2 separate regions of the Mus musculus genome follow, and region 2 is linked to region 1. A link is a contact called in public HiChIP or PLAC-seq data. All regions are on one chromosome and are shown on one strand. The core of a region is the stretch at or near the end of the contact, and the rest is flanking DNA. Distances in the headings are between cores, read along the strand shown. Region 1 overlaps Zfp395 (zinc finger protein 395). Region 2 overlaps Nuggc (nuclear GTPase, germinal center associated).

The links. HiChIP or PLAC-seq counts read pairs in DNA pulled down with a chosen protein or histone mark.
Region 2: an H3K27ac HiChIP or PLAC-seq map of embryonic stem cells shows a contact between it and region 1, with 3 times the contacts expected there. The contact joins two enhancer-like sites. A contact is called at or near these places in 4 of 115 datasets of contacts at active chromatin or transcription factors (embryonic stem cells, large pre-B cells and pancreatic cancer cells).

Annotation. Positions count from the first base shown.
Region 1 is chr14:65,375,160-65,381,034 of GRCm38.p6, reverse strand. All of the region lies in intron 1 of Zfp395 (zinc finger protein 395), which reads right to left. Among named protein-coding and RNA genes, the nearest start is that of Zfp395, 19 kb to the right of the region's middle. Within about 2 kb of position 2,279, at least 22 of the 459 cell types and tissues checked have an H3K27ac peak or open chromatin away from gene starts, as enhancers often do. A contact at or near this core is called in embryonic stem cells, where this site is marked.
Region 2 is chr14:65,621,274-65,627,148 of GRCm38.p6, reverse strand. It overlaps Nuggc (nuclear GTPase, germinal center associated), which reads right to left. Exons shown (of 19, transcript NM_001195674.2): 11 at 3,883-3,988; 12 at 2,997-3,130. Among named protein-coding and RNA genes, the nearest start is that of Gm30245, 4.9 kb to the right of the region's middle. Within about 2 kb of position 2,463, at least 48 of the 459 cell types and tissues checked have an H3K27ac peak or open chromatin away from gene starts, as enhancers often do. A contact at or near this core is called in embryonic stem cells, where this site is marked.

The sequences.
Region 1 (5,875 bases), core at 1,030-3,529:
GAACGTCCTAAGGGGCATCTGGAGTCCCAAATGCTGTCCATAGGAAAGGGATCGCTTATGTGCTTTGGTCAACGACCAGCCTCAGCAAACGCATCCTGATGTGCTAATGGCCTTTAATGCAGACATCTGCTCTCCGTTACCTAACTGAACCTGACAGAACAGTAAAACAAACTCGATGGTCCAGAATCACAAACTGCCATTCATCACATGATGGCTACTGGACAACGGCCTCTCTCTCTCTCTCTCTCTCTCTCTCTCTCTCTCTCTCTCTCTTTCTCTCAGCACACGTCTGCAAGTGCACAGAGCTGCATCTGACGGCTGTGCCTCTCACCACCCAGGGGCATTGCGGCATGCCATGACATCACCCAGCAGCACTTCCAGGACACAGGTCAGAAGCCAGCGGCTTATTACACAACGCATGGGACTTGTGTCAGAGTTGAGGAGGTGAGGTTTACAGCGAGGTTTCTAACTGCAAAAGCCCTGACGTTCACCAAGTTGATGATGAGGGTTGAAATGAAGACAAGAGGCTCCTATTAAACCCCTGTTTTCGTGTCTTTACAGAGATCTCACACCCAGCGCATACACAGTAGCCTGAGTTTTTAGTACTTAATATCCTGGGTACCGTCCTCATCTTTTACTGGAGAACTACCAGGTTTCTTTTTTTTTTTTTCCTTTAAATCTTTAATGTTTTAACTTGAATTTCTTTTCAATGTTATTTTCTAAATTCAACCAGAAGACAGAAGTTTGTCAGGAAACCGTGTCTCCTGTTTCCAGCAGATCTCCACCAGCATCTCTTTCCACACATGACTAGCAAGTATCTCGGCTGATAGGTGCAGTGTACACCTGTGTGTTGACAGTGATTATGAGCAAATACATTCATATAACCATTGTGGTTCACAGGCCGCCATTTGCACTTTGTCACATCCCATCCCCATTAGCTGGTGGTTCTCAGCCTTTGAGGGAAAAACAAAACAAAACAAAAAACCAACAGCAACAAAACTTAACCTACTTGGGTTTTTTTCTCCCCAGAGACAGGAGAAAACCCCACCTGGTTTAAGTTAGAAACCCCAGTAAGGGGGCTGGAAAAAGGACTTAGCAGTTCATAGAATGAACTGTCTTACAGAAGACTCAAGTTTGATTCCCAGCACCTATGTCACTCATGGGAGCTCTGACGGCATTGTTCTGCTCTCTCTTTGGACAACTGCACTCACGTGCACACACCCAGTCACACACACACATAATTAGAAATAAAAATAAATCAAGAAGAAGAAGACGACGACGATGACGACAACGAAATCCCAGTGAGGGTTAACCCAAAGCCTCTGATCTCAGCCATCCATCCAGCTCTTTGGTGTGTGTGCACATTCTGGGGACATGTGTGGGTAGGAGGGCAACCTCAGGCGTCTGTCCTCACCACCCACCCGTGTACCCTAGGCTAGGGACGCTCACCCTGCTGCTCTTTCACTCTATCTTGTTGTAGAAGCTGGGGGAACAGATTTGAGCTACCACACTGTTTCACTGAGTTGGAGGGACTTGGGCACAGCTCTTCGTACCTGTACAGAGAGCGCTTCCTAGCTATCTCCCCAACTCCTATAGAATGGGAGCATATACATTTAAGAGTTTCATACCATACTCTTGAGATGCACAGCACTGCACATCTATTAGCGGTCTACTTGGTATTTCTAAATCCACTGGCCTCAGGCTGGTGAGTGAGTGACAACCTGCGTCTGACACACTTGGTAGAAAGAAAGAAAGAACTAAGTCCTGCAAACTGTTGACCTAGATACATGTACTGTGACATGCACACCCACACCCAAAACTTAAATAAATAACATAGAATTTTTAAAATTGCAAATCAGCTGTCCAGATAGTAAAGTTTGAATTCTTGGGGCATTCTAACTATTGTATTTTTCTAAAGGTTTAAAAAAAAAAGTGACATTTAAATAAAAATCAGCCAATCAAGAATCAGGGCTGGACCCCTCTCCACAACATCCGGTAATGGAGCATGGGGCCTCTTACTGTTGTGAGTAACAGATGTAACAGGATCATGGAAGGGAAGAATAATGATCTCAAGTAACAGAGCCATTTTCATACTCCAGCGATGGGCCAGAGCAGCAGGTCATCCGATCCGGTTTCCAGCAAATAACAAATGAATCTGATCAGCAAATATGCCCGTGGGTCTCATGGCCCAGCTGGCATTCAACGGGGTGACAGAGGCGGTTCAGTGCTGCTGAGGGAAAGGAAGGAGTTCACAGCTCTCCCCAGCAACAGGCGCCCCGCCCCGCCCCGCACCGCCCCATTCCGCCCCTCCTCCCAGTTCTCACAGAAACACAGCACCCTTTGTTCCTAACTGTCCTGCTGGCTTGACTCTCTAGAACAAGACAGTGATCAGCACAGAGCCTAGCACCCAGGAAGGGCTCTCATCTGAAAACCTCAAACACCAAGAGCTCGTGTATAGTGTCATAACATTGAAAATTCCACACGTGACTACATGTGAAAACACGGGCATGTTAAAAATAACGTGCAAGGAGCTCCAGAGACCACCTGGCAGTTAAGAGCAGTCTCTCACATAAGATCAGGATTCATTCACTCAGCTCCCAGCACCCACGTGGCAGCTCACAACCAACAGGTCCAGGAGATCCAACCACCCTCCTGACCTCAGAGGCCACTAGTTATGCACATGACACATACATACATGTAAGCATTCATACATACATACATACATACATACATACATAAACATGCACAGTGAGCGAGAAATGGTAAAATTATGTTTAAGGTATGTGACTATGAAACAGATGACTCGGGGTTCAGACACGGATTTCTGCAGATGTTCCCAGTTTGGGGGCAGGGTGGAATAACTGATAAGCTTCTCTTCCCAGAAGCCTCTGCTGAAGAATATTCAACCAGCAGCGCTGGGACTACAGAGCCTTTTGCAGACTGTCATACTTTGCTTGTCACTCAAGGTTTGTTATTTCAATCAAATCTTCTCAGGGCCCAGATTCAAGAATAGTTTGGGGCCGGGAAAAATGGCTCAGTGGTTAAGAGTACTTGCTTCCAGCAGAGGATCCTGTGGAGTTCCCAGAACCCACATGGCAATGCACGACCATCTATAATTCCAGTTCTAGGGGATTTGATGCCCTCTGCAGGCCTCCTTGAGCACTGCATGCAAGTGATACAGGCAAAACACTCATACACATAAAACAAATAAAATTGCAAATGAAACAAAAAAATAGTTCTAAAAAGGACCTGCTGCTTCCCCTGACGTGAAGGTAGACATCAAAGCAAGGCAGAAGGCTGGAAAGAGGACCCTGCTGTTAAGGGCATTTGCTGCTCTTGCAGAGGACCCAGGTTCAATTCCCAGCACCCACATGGCAGCTCACAACCCCAATTCCAAGGGTTCTTGTGCCTTCTTATGGCCTCTGTGGGTATTGCACACATGTATAAACATACATGCGTATAGGCAAAACACTCATACACATTTTTAGAAAAAGTAAAGCAGTTTTTTTGGTTGTTAGACATATTTTAATGTGTCTGAGTGTTTTATATGTGTACCATGTCCGTGCCTGGCTCCCACAGAGGTCCGCAGACAATATCTGATCACCTAGAACTGGCGTCCCAGATAGACGCGAGCCAACATATGGAGACTGAAAACAGAACCCAGGATCTCTGCAAGAGCAACAAGTGTCCTTATCCACTGAGCCATCTCTCCCGCCCAAGGCAGGGCCTTAGACAGCACTCAAACTCTGCTCTAAGACTGATTTCATAAGAGGCAGGCCTTATAGTGCAGGCAGGGTTGTGATCCCAGCTAACCGGGAAGTTGAGGCAAGAGGATTCCAAGTTCAAGGCCCGACTAAGCTACACAGTAAGTTCAAGGCAAGCCTGGGGACTTAGTGAGACTCAGTTTCAAAGTTTTTAAAAGATGAAAAGGAGGGGGGGGAGCCAGCATTGAAATAGCATGCACCAAAGCTCTGGGTTCAACCCCTAGCTCTGAACACACACACACACACACACACACACACACACACACACACACACACACAGAGGAAAAGAACGGGCAAAAAGCAGGTAATACATGTATAGGTGCAATCCCTATAGTCCTGAGGAGGCTGAAGCAGGGGAGAACAGCCTAGACAACACAGTAAGAAGATCCTGTTTCAACCAGCAGAAAGTAAATACATACATAACAGAGAGGGAATGTTATGGTTAAACCTGACTGAAACTGGGCTCAAACTCCTCCCCGGAGGAGACAGGGAGATAAAGGAGTGCTGACTTGGCACTCTCCCCAGAGCCAGGCAGGTCTCAGGGGAGGGGACTAGGAGCAGAGTCTCCCCGGGGAGACAGGCCCCAGACAGCTGGCAGCTCTGTGGCTTTTCCCGGCAAGCTTCGGAGCCTGGTGCTGGAGCTCAAAGGGCAAACACTCAGGTGGTTCCCTGTCTACTCTCAATTTAACAGACAATTTGGGGGCTGCTGTTCTTTCCTACCCCAGTAACCCAATAAAACATGGAGGATGGCTCAGGGGAAAAGGTGCCTGTCACCAAGCCCAGGGACCTGAACCACATCCCTGGGTCTCACATGGTAGAAGACTAGAACCACCTCCTGCAGACTAGGCTGTGTTCTGGCCGAACTCCACACGCACATGCGAGGTACAGGCACAGGCACACAGTAAGTGAATGAAAGATCATTTTTAATTTGGAGGGACAGTTGTACCCCTTTTTGCCGTGGAGAAAGCAGGGTCCCTTAAGAAAGCCACTCATTTGCCCAAGATCACCTTAGGAACCCGGTGGGGGAACATTTACAGTCTTGGTGGCTCCTCCTGGGTTTGGTTCTCCCTTCTCCAGGAATTGAGGGGTAGGAAGGGTGACCCAGGAAAGAAGGGGCCTCTGGCGAAAGGAGAGCAGGTGACATTTTCCTCCTTGAAGAGAAGCAGAGCATAGGATATAATTCTTTTTTCTTTCTTCTTTTTCCAAAGAAGTGCTTAGAGCAAGTGCCCTTTAGAACGTGGTCACCATTTGAACGGATTAACCTCAGACCCTGGTGATGCCAAATGAACAGAATGGCTGCTGACGGTGAGCCCACTTGGAAGAGGAGGCTGCAGGGTTCAGACGTCACTCCCTGACATTACCACATTCCCTGACAAGGCCAAATAAACAAGCAGAGGGCTTGGCGGAAGAGGCAAAGTACCTGGCGACGCTCCTGGCTGAAATCAATAGGTCACCCGGCAGCCCTGCACCTTCCCTGTGGCGGAGAACCAGGCTCCGGGTGCCAGCAAATGTGCCGGCGATTCAGGCACCAGGCTGGAGTGTGAGACTTACAACTAACAATGACAAACAGTGTGCGCACATGCAAGGAATACTGTGCCTGCACAGACACTCAACAGGGAGGGTGGAGATCAAGGCACTAACTAAGTACCCCTCAGGAATCAGTGTCCACTCCAGAAGCCACCAGCAACCACCACCTTCAAGTCCGAAGCTCCGCACCTCACCTGTGAGGGTGAGACTGCATCTGCCTCACTGAGCCAATGCCTGCACACTGCGCCAAATCCAGAAGGACCATGTTCCTCTCATGGCCGTGAGGCCCGTGCTAAATAACATAGCAAGTGACTCTGAGCTCTGCACAGCCACTGTCCACCAACAGCCATCTAGGAACTGGCATTGCACCGGGGTACCCGACCAGAACCTGAAATACAACTACTTACTCTCAAGGGAATCCAGAAGCCTACCATGGGTGAGCCACTAATTAACTGGAATCCCAACCAAGCTGACTTCAGCAAGCTAGGGGAAAAGAAATCCAACCTCTTGCTCTTAGAGGCCTCCTGGCCAGCAAACCCCCTGGGGTCAGTCCTCAGTGCATACTCAATGCAAGCCTAGACATT
Region 2 (5,875 bases), core at 1,214-3,713, 250 kb before region 1:
CCAGAGGTCTTCCTAACTTACAGTTGCACAGGCAGAGTGTGAGACAACCCAGGGGCTTTCCAAATTAACTCCTGTTCAGGCAGAGTGTGAGACAACCCTGGGGCTTTCCAAATTAACTCCTGTTCAGGCAGAGTGTGAGACAACCCAGGGGCCTCTGTAACTTATTCCTGCTCGCGCAAAGTGTGAGACAACCCAGAAGCCTTCCTAAAGTACTCCTGCTCCGGCAAAGTGTGAGACAACCCAGGGGCCTTCGTACCTTAATCCTGCTCAGGCAAAGTGTGAGAAAACCCTGGGGTCTTCCTAACTTACAATTGCACAGGCAGACTGTGAGATAACCCAGGGGCCTTCTTAACTTACACTCTGCTCAGACAGAGTGTGAGATAACCCTCTGGCGGTCCTAATATATAAACAGGCAGATTGTGAGACAACCCTGGGGCCTTCCTAATTTACAGTAGCACAGGCAGACTGTGAAACAAACCAGGGGCCTTCCTAACTTACACCCTGCTCAGGCAGAGTGTGAGACAACCCTGGGGCCTTCCTAACTTACAGTGCACAGGCAGACTGTGAGACAACCCAGGGGCCTTCCTAACTTACACGCTTCTCAGGCAGAGTTTGAGACAAACCTGGGGCCTTCCTTCCTTCCAACTGGACAGGCAGAGTATGAGACACCCCTGGGATCTTCCTAACTTACTCCATCTCAGGCAGAGTGTGAGACAACCCAGGGACCTTCCAAAATTACACTTGCTCAGGCAGAGTGTGAGACAACCTTGGGGCCTTCATAACTTACAGTTGCACAGGCAGACTGTGAGACAACCCAGGGACTTCCTACTTACACTCTGGTCAGGCAGAGTGTGAGAAAACCCTGAGGCCTTATTAACTTACTCCTGCTCAGGCAGAGTGTGAGACAACCCTGAGGCATTCCTAACTTACACCTGCATATGCAGAGTGTGAGACAACCCTGGGGCCTTCCTAAATTACAGTTGCACAGGAAGACTGTGAGACAACCCAGGGGCCTTCCTAACTTATACTCTGCCCAGGCAGAGTATTAGATAACCCTGGGGGCTTCCAAACTTACACCTGCACAGGCATAGTGTGAGACAACCCAGGGGCCTTCCTAAATAATACTCTAATCAGGCAGAGTATTAGACACCCCTGGGGGCTTCCTAACTTACTCCTGCACAGGCATAGTGTGAGACAACCCAGGGGCCTTCCTAACTTATACTCTAATCAGGCAGAGTATTAGACAACCCTGGGCCTTCCTAACTTACACCTGCACAGGCAGAGTGAGAGACAACCCAGGGGTCTTCCTAACTTACAGTTGCACAGGCAGACTCTGAGACAACCCAGGGGACTTTCTAACTTACACTCTGCTCATGTTTCGTTTGAGACAACACTGGGACCTTCCTAACTTACTCCTGCTCAGGCAGAGTGTGAGACAACCCTGGGCCTTCCTAACTTACAGTTGTACAGGCAGATTCTGAGACAACCCAGAGACCTTCCTAAATCATACTCTAATCAGGCAGAGTATTAGACAACCCTGGGCCTTCCTAACTTACACCTGCACAGGCAGAGTGAGAGACAACCCAGGGGCCTTCCTACCTTACTCCTGCTCAGGCAGAGTGTGAGACAACCCTGGGGCCTTCCAAACTTTCAGTTGCACAGGCAGAGTCTGAGACAACCCAGAGACCTTCCTAAATCATACTCTAATCAGGCAGAGTATTAGACAACCCTGGGCCTTCCTAACTTACACCTGCACAGGCAGAGTGAGAGACAACCCAGGGGCCTTCCTACCTTACTCCTGCTCAGGCAAAGTGTGAGACAACCCTGGGGCCTTCCTATCTTACTCCTGATCAGGCAGAGTGTGAGACAACCCTGGGGCCTTCCTAACTTACTCCTGCTCAGGCAGAGTGTGAGACAACCCTGGGGCCTTCCAAACTTTCAGTTGCACAGGCAGAGTCTGAGACAACCCAGAGACCTTCCTAAATCATACTCTAATCAGGCAGAGTATTAGACAACCCTGGGCCTTCCTAACTTACACCTGCACAGGCAGAGTGAGAGACAACCCAGGGGTCTTCCTAACTTACAGTTGCACAGGCAGACTCTGAGACAACCCAGGGGACTTTCTAACTCATACTCTGCTCATGTTTTGTTTGAGACAACACTGGGACCTTCCTAACTTACTCCTGCTCAGGCAGAGTGTGAGACAACCCTGGGGCCTTCCAAACTTACAGTTGTACAGGCAGAGTCTGAGACAACCCAGAGACCTTCCTAAATCATACTCTAATCAGGCAGAGTATTAGACAACCCTGGGGCCTTCCTAACTTACACCTGCACAGGCAGAGTGAGAGACAACCCAGGGGCCTTCCTAACTTACAGTTTTACAGGCAGAGTATGAGATAACCCTGGGGACCTACTAACATACTACTGCTCAGGCAGAGTGTGAGACTACCCTGGGGCCTCCCTTCCTTACACCTGCCCAGGCAGAGTGTGAGACAATGCAGGGCCCTTCCCAACTTACTCTGCTCAGGCAGAGTGTGAGACGACCCTGGGACCTTCCTAACTTACACCCTGCTCAGGCAGAGTGTGAGACAACCCTGGGGGCTTCCTAACTTTCTCCTGCTCAGGCAGAGTGTGAGACAACCCTGGGGCCTTCCTAACTTACTCCTGCTCAGGCAGAGTGTGAGACGACCCTGGGGCCTTCCTAACTTACACCCTGCACAGGCAGAGTGTGAGACAACCCTGGGGCCTTCCTAACATAATCCTGCTCAGGCAGAGTGTGAGACAACCCTGGGGCCTTCCTAACTTACAGTTGCACAGGCAGAGTGTGAGACAACCCAGGAGCCTTCCTAACTTACACTCTGATCAAGCAGAGTGAGACAAACCTAGGGCCTTTCTAACTTTACACCTGCACAGGCAGAGTGTGAGACAACACTGGGGCCTTCCTAACTAACAGTTTCACAGGCAGAGTATGAGACAACCCAGGGGGCCTTCCTTACCAGCAGGCTTTCCTCCGTGTTTAACGTGTCTGTGAGAAGCAATAGGCCAAAGGCTTCTGTGACGTACTTGGTCACCAGCCTCCTCTTCTTGTCCAAGATCCTTTTCCTAATATATTCTCTTAACTTGGGGATCTCTGCAATTCAAAACCAGCACAAATAATATCGAAACATTTGTCACAATAGAATTCATAAAGGAAGTCAATGAAACAGTTGCCCTGAGTTGGGGAACTTGTTGTACTTCTGCTTTAAGCATCATTCATTCACCCATATGTACATCTGTTAAGACCTGTGCAGCCATAGTCCCTGTTAGTCTTAGGCTAAAACCCAACTTAAACCCTCATCTAGTTACCAAGAGCACTCAGATACGCATGGGTCTCAAGATTCTCAGCTTTCCTTTGTGCTCAGGGCCAAGACACTCTCAGTCTGGTTTTCCCTTTCATCTTTGCACATGGGGATTATTGGCTCTTCATTTAGACTCAAAAATATTCAGAGAAAGGAACCATGGCCTTCTATTTTCTCCGCCTCCCAGAAACACATGTGATATACATCTGTTAACGATGCCTGATGCTAATAGCTGGGTACTGAAGAATCACAAGCCACACACCAAGGAAATGACAACCCAATGCCTTGACTTTTACTCTTACTAACTCTGGTAAAATTTGGATGAGAGAAAAATTTTGGTCTCAGACACACAATGCAAGGAGGAAAAAAGTGATTATATGTGCACACAGACACGCAGCACAAAATACATGCTCATAGGTATAAACACTGTAGTTAAGTGGGAATAAAACTTTGCTACGGCAAGAGAATTTCTAGAGCAGGGTGCTTAGAGCGCCAAGCCTATTCTTTCAGATGTTAGTGTTTGAGGTTAAAAAATAGAAATTACCACTTTCTTCCTCAGTCAGGATGGTCCGCTGCCAGTACTCATGGGCACTGACCGTGTACACCAGATCTGAGGCTTCCAGAACCTTGGAGTCAGCTGGCAGTTTTCTCTGCAGCAGGGGAGACATGTAGAGAGCAGAATAGGTCAAGTGTGGGCAAAGAAGCACCACAGAAGCCCCAAGGGAACTCTCAGCAAACTCACTGAGTGCCTTAGGGAGCAGATATGAAGTGTGTGTGTGTGTGTGTGTGTGTGTGTGTGTGTGTGTGTGTGTGTGTGTGTGTGCGTGCGTGCGTGTGTGTACACGCACTTGTGCACAAACACATGCATGTCGAGGTCAGGGGTCGACGTTAAATATGTTCCTTAATTACTTTCCCCATTGTTAGGATTACGATCAGGATTAGGATTACTATCGAAGTCTGAACCCGAAGTGCACAGATTTGGGTATAGTGGTTGGCAGCGTGCCTCAGGCCAGGATTTCAGGCACCCACTATCACTCTCAGCTTTTTATGTGGGTGCTGGGGGATCTGAAGCCAGGACCTCCTATTTGCATAGTAAGGACTTTACCAAGTAAGCCACCTCCCCAGTCAAAATTATTTCTATTGTTAAGTGTTGCCAGCTGTCCACTATTAGCAAGGTCACAAAGAAACTGATCTCTGGACAATATTCTCTTAACTGTGAAATTAAGGTTTCAATTATAGCAGGAAACGCATAGCAAAAATTACTCAAATGTAAGCACGCAGAAGAGGATCCTGTTTAGAAAAAAATGAATGTTCATAAGTAACGTGGGATTGGGGGTGGAGCTCAGCAGTGGAGTGTGGCTTTAGCATGTGTGAGGCCCTGGGCAAAGACCCAGAACCTAACGCTGAAAGCACAAAAGTATGTATTGTTGGCAGTGGTCACTGGAACCACCAGATTCCCGCTCCTGAGCGCTGGCTGTCATGTGCCTTCCCGCCTCTGCCTGAGTGGGGTGGGCAGATACACTTAAGATGCTGGAGGTGCTCAGAGCACCCCCACAGAGTACATAGTGCAAATCAGAAGGGTGAGGTGCTACTGTTTTGTTTTGTTCTAAACAACTGGTTTTAAAACATTTCCCAGCACAAAGGCTGGCAAAGAAATGTCCTATAAAAAACAAACTTTCCTCATATCCTATAAAAGTTAAAGTTTCTTTTTAAAACAGCTTTTTTTTAAACAAATTCTTTGAGAATTTCACTCTGTGTGTGATGATCCTATATACCCACAACTCCTAACTCCTTCCAGACCCACAAAAGTTCCTTACTGAATAATCATACTCATTTTAACTCATTTTAAAGATTTATTTATTATTATTATATCTAAGAACACTGTAGCTGGCTTCAGACACACCAGAAGAGGGCATCAGATCTCATTACGGATGGTTGTGAGCCACCATGTGGTTGCTAGGATTTGAACTCAGGACCTTCAGAAGAGCAGTCTGTGCTCTTAACCACTGAGCCATCTCTCCAGCCCAGAGTAATTTATTTTTAATGCTGAGATATATACCTGTTACACTAGATTCTCTAGGATTTTATCATGAAGACATGTTGGATTTTGTTAAAGAATTTTTCTGTGTCTGATGAGATGACCATGTGGTATTTGTCCTTGAGTCTCTTAGGTGATAAACTACAATATTGATTTACATATGTGACCCATCCCTGAGTCTCAGGGATGAAGGGGCTTTGTTTGGTGGCTGATTTTTTTTAATGTGTTCTTGAAGGCGGTTTATAAGAATTTTACTGGTTCAGCTTTAATTTCAAAGTCTCTAAGCAGACTATGTTCTCATTTAACACTAAAAAGATTCTTTTGTTTACAAAAGAGCCTGGAGACTTAAAACTGAAGTATAAGTTTGGTATCAGATTCTCTGAAGTAATTAATGGTTTAGGAGGTGGGATTATTGTGACGTGATTAAGCCCTGAGGGTGGAGTCCTTATGAATGAAGATTTTAACCAATGGAGGTTCAACGTGGCTAGCAAATTGGTCC